2 separate regions of the Astyanax mexicanus genome follow, and region 1 is linked to region 2. A link is a contact called in public Hi-C data. All regions are on one chromosome and are shown on one strand. Each heading gives the region's core, a stretch centred on a gene start, on an enhancer-like site or on the middle of the called end of the contact. The rest is flanking DNA. Distances are from core to core; before and after follow the strand shown.

Region 1 (4,531 bases), core at 1,214-3,713, 86 kb after region 2:
GCAGGGGACGGGAAGGCCTGGGTGGTCCAGTGCGCTCACAATCGGACACGAAGTTCTGCTAAAGCGCCGTTTAATCAGAAAACATTCTCTTACTCTATTTATCTCTTAGTTGCTTGAGTTTCCGACTCAGTCCCAGCAGCAGCATCATGTTTAAGTCTGACCTAAGCCTTCAGACAAGCTTTCAGACTATCTCCTTAACGACGGACGGTTGTGTATTTTCGTTTAGGCCTCCTGTGGCACGACGTCACTTAAGGTTTCTGCCAAACGGAGGAATAAAGTAGAAGGTGGATGTAAGCGTGGAGTTGACTCTCTGCTATATTATCAACCTATTTGGTGTAAAAAAAAAAAAAAAAGTGTAGTTTGATACAGCATAATGTCTCAACTTGGGCTATAATACCGAAAATGTGTGTGTTTGTACTTAAGATGCATATCTTCCACAGTATCATTGTGATCATCCAATTAAATGTTGTCTCATTTCCCAAAAGCGGAATATTGTAAGGATCATCTAAACTGGCAAAGGCAGATAATTTTCTTCTTTCATTGTCTTAACAATACCTAGTCTCCAGTTTAACATGGTCCAACAGTTCTCCAACAGTCCTCTGTTTGCCCTTCTATTTAAAACATTTCACATTTAGATTGCACTTAATTGCCCTGACAATACAGTTTACCATATATGGAACAGTTTGGCATAATATTTTAGTGCTAGGATAACAAGCTGAGTGTTTTTTTTTTTTTTTTTTTTGCTAATTTAGATATTATTTTGAGCTGAGACAATTTTGATAAGCCCAAACAAGATCATATATAGTCTCGAATTTAACATTTTGATTGCATGTCATTGTCCTGATAATATCTAGTCTGAAGTTTAATATTTTAGTATTTTAATGCATTAAAATCGCATTGTCTATCGTTTTGTTAGGAATCAGTAGTCTTAAATTTAAAAAGTGACAAGTTCACGTGTAGCCACGTGGTTTGATCGATTTGAGAAATTCAGACAAGCATGACATACAGACTCTAATATACAATCTTTCATATGGACCTTAACCATTATTTTTTTTATTTTATTATTGTCAACTGCAGGTACAAAATAAAATAAATTATGTGAAAAAATTTGAAGAGGTAAAGCTAATAGCTATACCAATACATGAAGTCTAGGGACTAGCTGCTTATCCTGAACTACGGGATGATGCCTTCTCCCTGGAACTCTACACCAGGGCAAGCTCCAAGCTTTTCGCCTTGTGCCTGGAAAGATATTTAGGCTACGATCACATACTAGAAAATACTAGAAGGTATATTTTTCTTAGTGTTTGGAGAACACATCATGAGTTTGTCAAACATGCTGATTAAATAATCCATCATTGTTATCATTTGTATTATTTTTTTATTATAAAGTATTTTATTCTCCGGTTTGACCTGAAATAATTAGCATTTTAACTTATCTCGAACAAACAGACGGCAAACTTTTACTTTACAGAGTGCTCACCCTTCTCAAACCAGACCTTCTAAAATATGAACATCTGTCTGAATCCAGGTGACAAGTGGAGCTCACGCGTCTTTAGACTCACCGATGAGTGATGGACGAGCGCGCAGTCGAGAAGCACGGAGCTCTATCGAGAGGTCGTCATCCGATCTTCACCTGAGCTGTAAGCTCCAGATCCCGGACTCCTCTCTCTCGTTCTCTCACTCGTTCTCGGCTTCTAAAAGCCGAATCCTCGCTGAAAAGCAGCATAGGATCCAGAAGAGCTCTGCATCCAAACGGACCCATTGTATCGGCACGGGTATTAGCAGCTCTTGTGGAGCTTTTGCTTGATTTTTTTATTTAAGGAAGGCCAGGGAAAATGTTTACATTTTGCAGTATAAACATCCTGCCCATGTTCCTGTCTGTCTTAAAAAGAAAACGGGACCATGCTCCCCACTGTGTGCAGTAATACAACTTTTTGTGGTTATTAAATCACATTTTTTAGTTTTTATTTGATGCAGAATGCGGATTTTAGAAAATCGAGAGCCCTTGATGACCAGTGCAGATAGCATGTAGCCCAAACAATAAATTACACATTAAATAAAACCTTGAAAAAGAATGGTAATATAAGTAAATCAGATTAAACTGTATTGTACGTATATATCCTAAAATAAAACGTTATGAAATCAGTACATGGAATGTAAGCTTATCTACTGTTGTTCGTGTTGGTTAACCTTTACAGTTATTTTTAAGAATTAAAAGCACAAAAAAACGAAAACCCTTGATTAACCAATTGATAAGTATTGAATACGATTGTCCACACCCGTGCACAATATTATTCTACATGAAGCGTATATACATTTAAGGCAATTTCAGCTTACAAACGCAGATAGAAGCAGGGAGCCAGATGTTGTTGGCTGTAGAACATCAGCTCTGTAGTGGGAGGGCACTGGTAGCCTCTATGGGGGGCGGAGCATGTCGAGCGCTTCTGCCCTCCTTCTGCTCAAGAGCGTGCAAGGCGCTCATGGCTTCACATAAGTAAAGGGCGATCTCCTGAGGACGAGCTGAGAAGAGAGGAGAAGATAGACGAGAGGAGAAGAGTAGGAGCTCTTAGCAGCCTCCCCCAACGTGTTTTTTTTCTACTTCCAACCCCCACCTCTACTACTTGCACCACCACCTTCAAATTTTCATTTCATTGTGGACTGTGCTATCTGAGGAACAACCCAGAGGAGAAATAAGAAGTTTTTTTTTCCAACTTTGACGTTTCTTTCCATACTTTTGGTTGCGCATCTGAAGCAAAGAAGTCATGGTCCAGAGTTGGTTGTGAGGGAGTTAACTGTGTTCGTGTTGTTTTTTGTACGCTACCCGAGAAGCAGATCCACCGCGGGGGAGTTCCCTTCCTGGCAAGCTCCTAAATGACGGCCGAGATCCAGCAGCCATCCGTGCAGACTCCTGCCCAGAGCAGCCCAATGTCTGCGCCAGAGAAGCCGGCAGCGATGGACGCGGCCTCCTCTGCCACCAAGACCAAGAAAACTAACGCCGGCATCAGGCGTCCCGAAAAACCGCCGTACTCCTATATCGCTCTCATCGTCATGGCCATTCAAAGTTCTCCCACCAAGCGCCTCACCCTCAGTGAGATCTACCAGTTCCTCCAGAGCCGCTTCCCCTTCTTCCGCGGCTCCTACCAAGGTTGGAAGAACTCTGTGCGCCACAACCTGTCCCTCAACGAGTGCTTCATCAAGCTCCCCAAAGGCTTGGGTCGCCCAGGCAAGGGTCACTACTGGACCATTGACCCGGCCAGCGAGTTCATGTTCGAGGAGGGTTCGTTCCGGCGCAGGCCGCGCGGATTCAGGCGCAAGTGCCAGGCGCTCAAGCCTTCCATGTACAGCATGATGAACGGCCTGGGATTCAACCACCTCCCCGACTCCTACAACTTCCAAGGCGGCGGAGGGGCGCTGTCGTGCCCTCCCAACAGCTTGTCTTTGGAAAGTGGGATTGGGATGATGAACGGACACTTGACCGGCAACATGGACGGTATGGGCCTGGCTGGACACTCCATGTCCCATCTGTCAGCCAATGGAGGACACTCGTACATGGGCAGCTGCACGGGACCGTCCGCCGGTGACTACCCACACCACGACAATGCCGCATCTCCGCTGCTGCCCAGCGGACCAGGGGTCATGGAACCCCATCCCGTTTACTCGAGCCCCACGTCGGCGTGGGCGCCCACCCCGTCCGCCTCTCTCAACAATGGAGCGTCCTATATCAAGCAGCAGCCGCTCTCGCCCTGCAACCCTGGGACGAACCCCCTGCAGCCCAGTTTACCCACGCACTCCCTGGACCAGTCATATCTGCACCAGAACGGACACAGCACGAGTGATCTTCAAGGTAACGGTTTTGTTCTGAATTTATAACTCACATTTATTCACAGAAAATATTTTTTATGCAACCAAGGTTTGCCTACATTGCTCAAAAAACACGTTTTGAAAGACTGCAGCTACAAATCAGTTTACATGTTGTTCACAGTGACAATTCCTCCAAAAAATGATTATTTTTAGAAAAAACCGTGGTTGTTCTATAAAGAACCCAATGTAAAGCCGTTTTATATTAGTTTTAAGAGTGTGGAGCTGCAAATCTAGGCCCAGTTTTTCAAAGTGTTGAGTGCAATGTTAGCTTAACAATTTAGAAAATATATTTTGAGCTGTGAAGTTTTAGAAAACTCAACTCTAATTAAATAACCACACTAAATTACATTTTTAAAACAAAAATATGATTTTAATGATCATAGACTACATTTTACTGAACCAGGTCATATTTTGACAGTTTTCATTTCACATTAATAAATTAAAAGCCACAGTTTTTTCTATAAAAGTAAATGTCTTTTTTATTTTATGCGCGTTTCCCCTAGAAGCTAAAACTGGAATAGGATGTGCTACGTTCCCAAACTGGACTATTATCTATTATGTCTAAACACAAAGTTTGCAAGATGTGTGAAAATGAAGAACCCTAAAATGGGTTATCTGTTATTTTTGATTTACTTATTTTTACAAATATGATGCTTTTTCTATTTATCTA
Region 2 (4,590 bases), core at 675-3,174:
CCTAATGTCAGGTGTGGAATATATGGATATAAAGCCACCCAGCCCTGAGCTATAGAGCTATAGAGCAGTGGAACTGTGTTCTTTGGAATTATGGTGCTCCATCCAATACTTTTGGGATGCACTGAATGAACAGGTGTCCCAATACTATTGTATTTACAATTCAACTGAGCTATAAATAATACAAACACATGGAAGGCCCCGCAGCTTAAAGTTTTCCAAGACAATCCAAAAACAGTCATAACATTTAAACCACTGACAGGTAATAGGATCAAAGTTGATTTTCTAGGAAATGACCAGCGAGCTCTTGAAGTTGGTGTTGATGTTAGAAGCAGAAAATTTGGCAACTGAATAATCTAAAATAATTTGACGATAATCAACATATTGGAAGACCACCAATGGGCAGGTCTTTTTGGAAACATCAGGTGATGTTTCCAAAAATGCTCCAACGAAGGACAATGGCTATACTGGTAAAAGGGTCATTGACCCCAAGGCTTTCAGTGATGCTCATGAAAGTCCAATCTCACAACTTAAAGGGCTTAAAAGATCTGCTGCTAAGGTTAGACCTGGTGGCAGAGAACACAGGACACCTTCAGAGTTCTTGTTGAGTCCATTCCACAATTTTAGGCTGGTGGTTTTAATGTTATGGCCCTTTAGCATACTTTCAACAAAACCATGTTAAAGGACTTAGATCTATCAATCCTGTCATCATCAAGCCTGGTCAGAAACCAGACTACAAGATCTACTAAAGGTGACATCACTACACTTACTGGCAGCATTAAACATACCATCCACATGCCAGCTCGGGGTCAAGCACGATGTAAGCTGAATTGAGCGCTGCCATTGCGACAGCCGAGTTCGTAGAATGAAAGCCAGCTGGTGTGGTCTTCTGCAGCCTTCTCCAGCTCCCTGTGAGGGTTTCAGCTGGCCTTTGGCATGTTCTCACTGAGAATACATCCTGCTATCACCCAGCAGCTGATCACTACACACTGTTTACACACTCAACCTCACTTACTCACATTTAAAACCTTTAAAAAGGTACAAATATAAATATGTAAATATGCTACACTCTTAAAAATAAAGATGGCACAATAGGTTATCATGCTTTGTGTGATATATTTTATAATATTAGTAATAGTTGATGATCACCACCAAGCTCATCCCCAACTCTCCATCAACTCATTTTAGAAAACTAACTGCAATACAGATGGGTTTTTATAGAGCCCTATTCTATTGGCAATACTTCTCTAATTCAAATCCTAACAGCAACACACCAAAATCCAACAAAAGGCTTTCCTGGAGAGTAAAGACAGTTACTTCAATAAAAGCAGGATGAACAATTTTTTAAATATCTTTGATTCTGCATATCGTCACTGTCCTATGAAAAACACTTGTCTTCATTTTTGTTGATTTTTAGTTTACTACATACTTTGAACAGACAAACTGTCCCTTACACTGTGCCAACATTTCTTGATGAACGGACCAATAAAAACTCTTAAAAATGACCTGAAATAAACTCTTTTTACATTGACTTTCATTGAAAGTTTACAAGGTTTTTTCTCTCTCCTGTAAAGTCGCTGTTTTGGAGATAAGTGTTTTTCATTGGACAGCGGCGATATTCAATTCTAAGCCCCAGTATCAATGTTCCAACATGATCTCACCTAATGTTCTGCAATATTCTACACTATTGGTTCTCTAACTGGAACGATAAACCTCCCCAATTCTCATTCTCTTCCTCTTTACTACTATTCCGTCAGTCCCTCCCTCTCTCTAAAGACGATGGTGACCGGGGCATTTGGCAATCCCTTTGCTCTGCCTCTTGCCCTTTCACCCATGCCCTGCACTAAATAGGCATAATGGATGCATTTGTCTGTCAGTGGGCAGCATATGATTTGGCTGAGTGTGTCTCAGGGGATGCAGTGAGGCTGTGAGCTCCCGTTTCAGCTCCAGTGCCCTGGAATAGCCTTAAACTGGATCAGATTACTGCAAACTCACAGCGCCCTGACTGTCAAAACAACAACACTGCCCCTCCAACCATACGAGCCATGGCTTATCAACAGCCGTGAACACTGGAGAATCAGGAAAATCTGAGTCAGTGTGCTCATCATTTCTGTAAAAGAGGCAGCAATTCTACACTCAAAAAGTATCTAATAAAAAACGGTATGAAAAACAGAACTAAATTTGGCCTATCCAACTTAAAGTAGTAATATTTCAAAGCAGTAATAGTCATCTCACACCATATTAGTTTGATTTGTATTTTTACAACAAAAACATGATATAAATATCATAAACTTTAAGTTATCTATTACCTATATTGACTAATTTCATCCTTATAAGGCCTATTTGCAAACTTAATGGCATCCTCAACAGCACAATAAATGATAACATTGACGTCAAGGCAGATCGTTTTTCAATATAATTAAATTATATACACAACACATAGGAGAAGGTAGCCTGGAGGGAATGATTACACACTGACACTGCCTAAAGGGGGATGACACAACTGCAAATGGATGGTTTCAAGTTGTCCATTTTTATATTAAAAATAATATTATACTGCTTGATACTCAACATTACTATTGGCCTATATTCTTTAAATTCTATATTTTTTTGTATAATTATTTATTGAATATCCTTTAAATTAGCTAGATATTTAACTTTTCATAAAAAATAGGTTGTTACATTGGCACCACATTCTGACATTGTATAAAACAAACTATTATGTGTGTGTGTGTGTGTGTGTGTGGGCAGTGGTTAGGCTGACTTGTGATTGACAGTCAGCACAGTGATAAGGCTGTCCGTCCTGCGCGTCTGTTTGCCTGCTGATGAGTGCCAGAGGCAGCCGGCTTCTCCCTGGAGTCCTGCTGCAGCGGATTCTCAGTGCTTATTCTACAGCCTGCTCCTCTCCAGCCCAGCACTCGCCCAGCACACTCCCTCCTCTCAGACCAGCCTCCTCTCATAAACAACCAGAGGCCTGTTTCTGCTGCACCAGATCCCCCAAAACAACTGCCACAGGCCTCGCTTTTACTGCTGTCCAACAAGAACACAGTCCCATATAGTGCGCTGTAAAAGAGAACTATATATGGCTATACATCCACTGTTTTATTTCTGAATGTGAGCAAAAAAAGTTAAATATCAACTACTTATAGTGATCTAGTATATTTCACTTTATGCTGTGTTATTGCAGTTGCAAGATTAAAGAGTTTCTCAGAACTTGTTTTTAAATTGTTAAATGTATATTACTTAAATCAAGTAATGCATTAGATTTTTATTGAATCAAAATTTCTATATAAGATTGATGATTAAAATTTAGACTCATATGGGCAATATTTATTGAGCTAAACATACATATGTACACATAAACATACATGTGTAAGTCATGTGTAACACAGCATACCAGACATCACTGCATGGAATTGTAGAGGTTCCCAAAGGTGTTCTTCGATAATTAATCTCATACAGCCTGAATATTTACACAATTCCTACACTCTAAAAAGTGATTTTGTGTTTCAGTCAGGAGAACTAATATAAAATTGAATGAACTTACCAGCCAGTACAACTCAATAAAATAAGTTCATAACTTAAAAATGCTTGTTGAGCCAATGAAAAAATGTGATTTGAACCAACCTATAGTATACTACATGTGTCAATTATCTTTCTACAGTGTTGGATCATGTCAAGTCAAGACTAAAACTTTTAGTAATTGAACCTTAGTCAAGATCAAAACTTTGTTTTCAAGCCTGAGTCAAAACCAAAACTTTTAGTAATTGAGCCAGTGTCAAGACCAAGGCTTTTAGTAATTGAACCTGAGTCAAGACCAAGGCTTTTAGTAATTGAGCCAGAGTCAAGACCAATACTTTTAGTAATTGAACCTGAGTCAAGTCCAAGACTTTTAGTAATTGAGCCAGAGTCAAGACTTTTAGTATTCATGTACAAGTCAAGACTTAGGCTTTTTCTAGTCGAGTTTAAATCAAGACCAAGACTTTTAGTAATTGAACCTGAGTCAAGATTTTAGTATTCATGTACAAATCAAGACTAAGACTTTTTCTAGTCGAGTTTAAATCATGACCAAGACATTTAGTAGTTGAGTCTCAGTCCAAGTCAAGACCAAGGCTTTCAGTAGTCAAGTCAAAACCGATACAGGAAGTGGCCAAGACCAAGACCAAGACCAATTTAAGACGGTTTTTCATCATGAAATATAACAAAAAAATTAAAAATAGAAAAACAGAAATAAATTAAAGTTGAAAGTCATTTTAGATTAGTTCTTATTAGTTAAATATGCTATAAATACATTGTAAATATTTTATCACATGTTTTGTTTACATTAAATTAGGAATAAATAGAACAGGTTGCAGGGGCGAGTAACACAAAAGTAATGCAATAGTCACTTTTACTGGTAACTAGTTACTTTTATAGTGGAGTAACTCAGTTAGTAACTCAGTTACTTTTTTGGAGAAGTAACTAGTAACTAATTACTTTTTGTACTAATCACTTCTTTAGAATCTTGAGACTTGTCTCACATTCTAAAAAACTTGAGGAAACATATAAGGAACATTTGAGGAAAACATAAGCACTGAGCATTATTACTCTGTG

Evidence for each region. A called contact is a pair of places that touch in the nucleus more often than the background predicts.
Region 1: a contact with region 2 is called in a Hi-C map of muscle, with 18 times the contacts expected there. The contact joins the promoter of foxf1 here to the enhancer-like site in region 2. A contact is called at or near these places in 2 of 3 Hi-C or Micro-C datasets (both in muscle).

What each region holds. Positions count from the first base shown.
Region 1 is chr9:13,108,459-13,112,989 of AstMex3_surface, forward strand. It overlaps foxf1 (forkhead box F1), which reads left to right and starts at 2,464. Exons shown (of 2, transcript XM_007244016.4): 1 at 2,464-3,844. The coding sequence starts at 2,872. LOC111194758 (a long non-coding RNA gene) reads right to left here and starts at 2,033. Exons shown (of 2, transcript XR_007440690.1): 1 at 1,563-2,033.
Region 2 is chr9:13,022,962-13,027,551 of AstMex3_surface, forward strand. No RefSeq gene overlaps it. Among protein-coding and RNA genes, the nearest start is that of LOC111194757, 28 kb to the left of the region's middle. Within about 2 kb of position 1,925, the one cell type or tissue checked has an H3K27ac peak away from gene starts, as active enhancers do.